2 separate regions of the Mus musculus genome follow, and region 2 is linked to region 1. Evidence: chromatin contacts called from public promoter capture Hi-C data. All regions are on one chromosome and are shown on one strand. Each heading gives the region's core, a stretch centred on a gene start, on an enhancer-like site or on the middle of the called end of the contact. The rest is flanking DNA. Distances are from core to core; before and after follow the strand shown.

The links. Promoter capture Hi-C pulls out the DNA fragments that hold promoters and counts their contacts.
Region 2: a promoter capture Hi-C map of cranial neural crest shows a contact between it and region 1. The contact joins the promoter of Prpsap2 here to the promoter of Snap47 in region 1. A contact is called at or near these places in 1 of 39 promoter capture datasets (cranial neural crest) and 1 of 9 other capture datasets (liver).

What each region holds. Positions count from the first base shown.
Region 1 is chr11:59,447,806-59,451,668 of GRCm38.p6, forward strand. Snap47 (synaptosomal-associated protein, 47) reads right to left here and starts at 2,229. Exons shown (of 5, transcript NM_144521.3): 1 at 2,110-2,229. It overlaps Jmjd4 (jumonji domain containing 4), which reads left to right and starts at 2,240. Exons shown (of 6, transcript NM_178659.6): 1 at 2,240-2,707; 2 at 2,870-3,035. The coding sequence starts at 2,440.
Region 2 is chr11:61,760,076-61,763,938 of GRCm38.p6, forward strand. It overlaps Prpsap2 (phosphoribosyl pyrophosphate synthetase-associated protein 2), which reads right to left and starts at 2,013. Exons shown (of 12, transcript NM_144806.2): 1 at 1,879-2,013.

The DNA.
Region 1 (3,863 bases), core at 979-3,478:
TTTTTCCATTACCTGCCCTCCTGCTCTGTAGCAGACCCTCTTTCCACTCCCTCAGAAGTTCCCATCCCCACCCTGGGAGGCTCAGGCATGCTGTCTGAGGATGTTTCGAGCAAACACCACAGCCTTGCTGCAGGGTATGCTCTAGAAATTCAGAGAGAGAAATGAGACTGTGCAGTGTTTCCACCTCCCCTCCCCTCCCCAGGGTGCCAATTCCAATCCTTTCCTGTTTTCTTCTGGGGTGGCTCTGCCCAGGATGCGCAGTTTCCATAGGTCTGTGTGGGCTGGGGATGTGCATCACCAGCACTTCCCAGCTGGAGGTAGGAGAGGCAACTTCATGGGCACACACCTGGGTTTCGGGCCTCTCGCCAGGCCTCACATAATCGGCTCTGTTACTAACACCCAGAGGCCAGCTATCATGTGAAGACCAGGATTACAGCACTAACTACACAGGGCACAAGGGCTCATGTTCCCATTACAGTGCCACAGGCTACGCTGCCCCAGAGCTCTTGAGAGCATATATACCTACCTGCTGGCCCTGACCTCTTTCTTGCTCGTGGACAATGGTCTTAGATACTCAAGCAAAGAAGTAATTCCTAACTGGGTTTCATACTTTCCCAGAAAACAAAACAAACTACATATTTTACCTCTACTCTCATGTCCTAGTCAGTACAGGATTCTGGGACCCTAAAAGGGTCCTTATCAGTGAACACCAGAGGAAGAATGTCCTTAATTCAGTTCAGCTCTGACAAATGTCTGCCTCAAGATCATATTAGGTCCCAAGGGTGGGGTTCTGTCTCCCAAGATGTCCCTACATTGGTGCAGATGCAAGCCCAGGTTGTAGTACCACTCTGATGGCCAGCACCTAGAAAGCAGGGTTCCAGAGGTCCTCCTTGGTTTGGAGTTCCCCTAGAAGCTCGTATTACTCAGAAAACCACCAACTTCTAAGAAGAACCAGCCCTCACCTCCCTAAGCACATAGGATCCTCTGAATGGGTCTTCTAGGGATGCTGTGGACATGACTGATGAGACACTGACCACTGATGACCCACTCAACCTTTAGCCCTAGAAGCTGAGGGCTGGGTTCAAAGTCCCCACCCTCTGATCCTACTCAGGTCTTTCAGTGAGCCATTCCATCTGGAATCTACCCTACTGGCTGTTGGATGGTGTTGGACTCATTAGCATGCAAAATGGCATTTATCAACTCAACCTGTCCAGGAATTTTAAGAATTGTAGGCCAATTGTAGGAGGAGATTTTAAAAAATCTAAAATGGTGTTTCCAAATATAACATGCTGCCAATGCAGGAAAAGAGGGAAGAGAGGGAGGGGGTAACAGGGATAAAATGTATAAACACATGCATACCTGGAAAAAACTGGCTCAATACCAGAGTTAGTGATTACACGTGAATGGAATTCTGGGTGCGTTGGGGTTTTATTGTTGTTGTTATTGTAACCTGGCTTTTTTTCTTTTGGAGCTAAGTCATGATTTGTGGTTCATTTTGGCTTAGAACCTCGGAACCTTTCCGTTTCAGCATCCCCAATACTGGGATTATAGGCGTGCACCACGAGTCCTGGCATCGATGTTTCTCGTCACTTGAATTTCTCTATGAGCTGTCATCTCTACCATGACCTAGCCGCAACACAGCTCCAGACAAGCGTCACGATAAAGGCCACAACAGGCGAGTTTGGCCAAACAACCCTCCTCCGCCTCGTTTCTATCCTTCCCCTCTTCCCAATGCATACATACCTCTCTACCTGAACCTCAGCATCTCCCCCCCCCCGCCCCCCAAAAAAGCTCATTTTCTCCTTTTAATTTTTCCTCGTTCTATTTCTAAGGAAACATCACAATCCTTTAAAAGGTTCCTCCACAATCTATCCAAGACACTCGGGAACATCACCCCCACCCCCCACCCCGCCGCCCAACCCCGCCGCCCCACCCCCACCCGCCGCCCCACCCCCACCCCGCCGCCCCACCCCCCGCGGATCCTGACCGCCCGCTCTGCGCCCCAGCATCCTCTCAGGACCCAGTCATCCTTTGAGGTTTGAGACTGATGTTCATCTCCTGTGTCGGTGGCGGGCTCCGGTACTGGCTAGCTGCGCGGTAGCAGCTCACCTGAGGCAAGAGGAGCACGCAGAAGACGCAATGGCACGCTCCACTGGACCACCAGACAGAGACGCCAGCAGCTGGGGAGCAGGTCAGCCACTCGGCGAGCGCTTGTACGCCTGCGCGAGAGGGCGGGGCCGCGTAGGCGCGCACGCGCACACCCTGGGAGCCCCAAGGCCCGCGTTCCTGCTGGAATGTCGCACCTGTGGCTTTTCGTTCCGGGCTCTTTCTCTGTGGTTACCACTCCGAGCTGATTTTAGGGGGTTTCTCAGCCTCCGGTCCCTATTTGGGGTGTAGCGAGAAGCCGGACTGGGCCTCTGGGGTCAGGTTTCCCGGTGGATGGATCGGGAGACACGCACCTTTGCCGAGCGGTACTACCGGGACCTCCGAGACCCAGTCCCTAGCGGCGGTGGCGGCCCCACACCCAGCGGCGTGACCTTCATTCAGACCCCGAACGCCTTCTCCTATGCTGACTTCGTGAAGGGCTTCCTGCTGCCTAACCTGCCCTGCGTGTTTTCTAGCGCCTTCACCGAGGGCTGGGGCAGCAGGCGGCGCTGGGTGACCTCGGAGGGAAAGCCTGACTTCGAGTATCTGCAGCAGAAGTATGGTAGGAGGGCGCAGACGGGAGGTATAGACCCCGGCATGGGAGGGCGGCCGGGGCCGGACAGACTAGTGGAGTCTGGATAATTCGGCCAGAGGGTGGCCGGACCCCAAGATGGTGAACTACGTGTATGACTCTGCCATTTCTGTGCTGACTCTCTCGCTGCAGGAGACGCGGTTGTACCGGTTGCCAACTGTGGAGTGCGAGAATACAATTCAAACCCCAAGGAGCACATGTCCTTCCGCGACTATATCAGTTACTGGAAGGACTACATCCAAGGGAGTTACTCCTCTTCGCGGGGCTGCCTCTACCTCAAGGACTGGCATCTGTGCAGGTAATAAGACAGGACGGCGCATGGCCATTGGGCACTTACCCTAAGCAGCTAGTGCAGCCAGTCCAGGTGGAGCACGCCCACTGCACTCAGAGGGGCTACCTCTACAGCAGAGTTCTAATGTGTATCACAGAACTGATGCGAAGATGTGGGGAGATCAACATAGCGAGCCAGGTAGACTATTATGGGGAAGGTAAGTCTTTCGTACATCTTGTATGGGTACAGGCGGCCTGGTGTCTCCTTCCTCTTCTGTATTTTTGAGCTGGTATCTCAGATCCTCTGGGGCTGTCCTCTCTGCAACCCCACTGAGAGGACGCTTGTTCCTTCTACGATTGCTCTGGGGATTCTTGCCATCCCCTGGGCCATTCTAAGCTCTCTAAAGGGACAAGTGACCTTTCCGCAACCACTCTTGTCCCACTTTGGAAACCCCTTTACTCTTTAAAGACACATTCAATACTCTCCCTTATCAGCTTCCACTTTTCTCACACAGCATCTTGTGACAGCTTTACTTAGGAGATTTTTGACGTCTTGCTGGAGCAAGAATGCATTGCAGTCAGTAGAAACTACTTCAAAATTTGAATTATGGTGTCTTCCCAGGCTAGCTATATATGGTCTGTTCATCTCCCACCCTTCTCTCTCAATGATGGACAGGGTCAAGAAGCCATAACCTCCATCTAAACCCCCGGATCTACTAAAATGATCACACCTTTACAGTGTGCTCTGTTGCTGTGCTAAGCTACGGTAGTCATGCACTTAGGCACACTGTTGTGTTTTCCTTTTGGAACTGGGAATGCTAAGGTTGTGAGCATATAAACACATACTGTTAGTATG
Region 2 (3,863 bases), core at 763-3,262, 2.3 Mb after region 1:
CAGAGGCAGGTAGATTTCTAAGTTGGAGGCCAGCCAGTTCTACAGAGCAAATTCCAGGACAGCCAGGTTTACGTAGAGAAACCCTGTCTTGAGAAACCAATAAATATACAAATAATTAGTTAATTAATTAAGAATAAATAGATAAAAAGGAGAAAATAAAAGTTGAGGCCTGGCCATGGTGGCATACACCTTTAATCCCAGAGGTTGGGAGGCAGAGGTAGGCAAATCTCTGAATTTGAGGCCAGCCTGGTCTACAAAGAGTTCCAAGATAGCCAGGGCTGTTACACAGAGAAACCTCCGTCTCCAAAATAAAATAAAGTAAAATAATTGAGAAACTGCAGGGCAGAGATAAAACCACATTACTCTTCCATATTCTGTGGTTACTGGCATTTTGCTTTCTTATGGCTAATGCTGTTCTGAGAGTTTTGATTTTTTGTTTTGTTTTTGTGACAACTTGGGAGAAGCAGGAAATAAATCTAAAACTATTTTAAATTTGGAGAAGTAACTTTTATTCATTTAATGTGTATGGGTGTTTTCTCTGCACACCGCGTGTGCCTGGTACTCTTGGAGACCAGCAGAGGGTGTCAGATTGGGTGGGTCTAGCATTAGAGGTGGTTGTAGGCTGTCACGTGGGTGGGTGCTGGAACTGACTCAGTCTTGAACAACTAGTATTCTTAACCAGCCAGTTCTCCAGCCCCCACACCTGGGGAAGCAGTTTTAATAGGAAAACAGGTTTGACATTACTTCCCAGACTTTAACGAAGTCATACGAGGTAACCTCTTCCTCATAACAGTGGCCCCTGAAGGACAGAGTGGGGTAGCAGTCTGATATGCAATACAGTTCCCTGCATACAACAATAGGTTGCGACTCTCAGTCATACAGAGCATGACTTGGCAACCTGATGAACTACAGGCAATAGAATCAAATACCCAGATTTTGAAATGTCTATTGCAAACATACCTTATCAGAAAAAAAGATACATACTAAATGCCAAAGAAAGAGCACAGAACTATGTTTTGGTGTTGTCAATTCTTGGAGCTTATCCCAAGTATAGAGCTATATTGTCAATGATAGAAAGTACAATTTAAAAACAAAACAAAACAAACAAACAAACAAACAAACAAAAAACCCCCAACAACTTTGTAGCCCTGTTTGCCAGGAACTCGCTCTGTGGACCATGAGCCCTCAAGATCCTTTCACCAGTCTCTGAGATTAAGGGGTGTGCCATCAAGCCCCACAAACTGCAAGATTATTTAAGAACAGAAACACTGGTTCTATGTTAAACCACAGAGTAGCTAATGAATATAATGTGCATATCTCTGCAAAAATTGGATAATAATGATACAAACTACAGCAGTTAAAAGACAAGAAAGGTTTCCTATAGTGGGGCTTAGGGGCACGCACCTATTTTATTTTTATTTGTGCATTTAAATTGTTAAGCACTAGGGCATGAGATGGGTCAATGGCAGGCCGCTTGCATTGCTTCACCTTGCATTCGACTCCAGAACCGCAAGAAAAAAAAAAAAAAAGAAAAAAAAAAAACATAAAACATTAGAACTCACACTTCCTCAGGCCTCAAAGCTCGGTTCAGTATTTTCGTATCCCTCACAAAAGCTAAACACCCAAACTCTGCCAATATCGATATAAGAAAAATAAATCCTTATCAATAATGTAACAGATTGAGGAAGAGATTTTTCTGCAGAGTATCTTATGCCGCTCCTCCTACGTCTGATTGGAGCCCAATCATCCACTAAGGCTGGTGGAGCCGAACACGGGGCCCCGGGCTCGCCCCGGAGCAACAAGGGCCATGGCTCCCGCCCGGCACCGCGCGAGCTCGCGGGGCCCGCCGTCCGCCCGCCGAGGCTCCCGCCCGCCTACCTGGTCCCGACCCCAGCCCGGCCCGCCGCAGCCTCGGCTGCCGAAGGAAGAGAGCACAGAGCTCCGCACGGCGTCTTACAGCAAAATGGCGACTCTAAGCGCGAGAAAGTCTTTCGAGACTGCGAGGCCAGGGGCGGGGCCTGAGGGCAACTGACTAGAGTGGGCGAGGCCGTCGAGGGGCGTGGTCTGGAGGAAGAGGGGCGGGGCAGAAAGTGGGGTAGAAGGCAATGCATTTGATGCTGTGGGCGTGGCCGCCAGAGTGGGCGGGAGGATGTTGTGTGGGCGTGGTCAGACTCGAGGAAAGTGGGGGAGAATTAGAGTGGGCGTGGTTGGAAGTGTGGTTAAAATTCATAGGTTCTGACTGGGTTCAAGTCTTTACTGTCCTGCAAGACTGAGCAAGTCACCTCTTTGACCTGAGTTCTTCTGAAAAAGAGATGACAGCAGTACCCCCATCTCCTGGGGTTGGGAGGAGTGAGTGAGAAATCTGCGAACCTCTTGGCATGGTTCTTAGCATACAGTCGATGAGCAGTTATCATTCATAATTATTCGCTTTGTTGTCCCTTCCTTCTTTTCAGTGGTTAAGAGTATATACTGCTTTTCCAGAGAAGCTGAGTTTGGTTCCCAGAACCAATGTCAGGCAGTTCACAACTGCCTGTAATTCTAGCTCCAAGTCTCCCTGATGTCTCTGGCCTCCTCAGCCACCTGCACTCATATAAACATAAACATATACAAATAATTAAACATTCTAAAAGTTAGTTTTTTAAAAAATTGTAGCTCTGGGTGACCTGGAACTCACAGAGATCCATCTGTCTCTGCCTCCTGAGTGTTAGGATTAAAAGGGTGGCCATCATTCCTAGCAAATTGGTTGCTGTTGATATATCATTGCTGAATTCTTTATACCTTGAAATATGGTGATCCCTATTTTTTAAGGGGCTACTTGGCCCTTCCTCTCTTTCTTTTTTTTTTAAATATTTATTTATTTATTATACAGTAAATACACTGTAGCTGTCTTCAGACACTCCAGAAGAGGGAGTCAGATCTCATTACAGATGGTTATGAGCCACCATGTGGTTGCTGGGATTTGAACTCTGGACCTTTGGAAGAGCAGTCGGGTGCTCTTACCCACTGAGCCATCTCACCAGCCCCCAGTGATCCCTATTTATAACATAACAAACATATAGTGCATGCCAGGTATCAAGGCATTATTTATTATTATCTATATTTTATATTAATATATATTAACAGTAACTTTCAGAAATGGGGTAAGACTTATCTCTATTTAATTGCTGTGGGTACTCAGATGCCAGTGACAAAGCAATAGATAGGCACCACCTGCAGTGCCTTGCTCCATGTGTATACTTAAAGGCTCTCATCCACTGCACTTCCAGTTCACAAGTGAGACAAGCAGACATTTATGGGAGGATGCACAGGTGGCTAGAATTAATTATCAGAAGGCTGAGGATGGTTAGAATTCATAGGAGGGCTTGTGGGTAGCTAGAATTCATGGGAAGTATGCACGAAAACTGAAAAGAAGCTGTGTCTGGCTGACTGATGACAATTTCAGTACTGTGGGGGAGATTGGGATGTTGCAGGTTCAGAGGCTAGTTTACCTTTTCTTGGATTAATTTTGGCCCTCTGGAACAGCCATTTCTTTTTTTTTTTTTTTTTTTTTTGGTTTTTCAAGACAGGGTTTCTCTGTATAGCCCTGACTGTCCTGAAACTCACTCTGTAGACCAGGCTGGCCTCGAACTCAGAAATTCGCCTGCCTCTGCCTCCTAAGTGCTGGGATTAAAGGCGTGCGCCACCACCGCCTGGCTTGAACAGCCATTTCTTGTCCACCTCTGTGTCGGAGCCAACATCTTGTGACTAATAGAAATAAGCCTTTTGAATCTATTAACTTACTTGATGGCAATCTTAGCTTTTGGATTGGTGGGAAGAGTGGTTAGCTACGAGAAGCCTCCCCCATCTCGCTGGGCCCGCCTCTC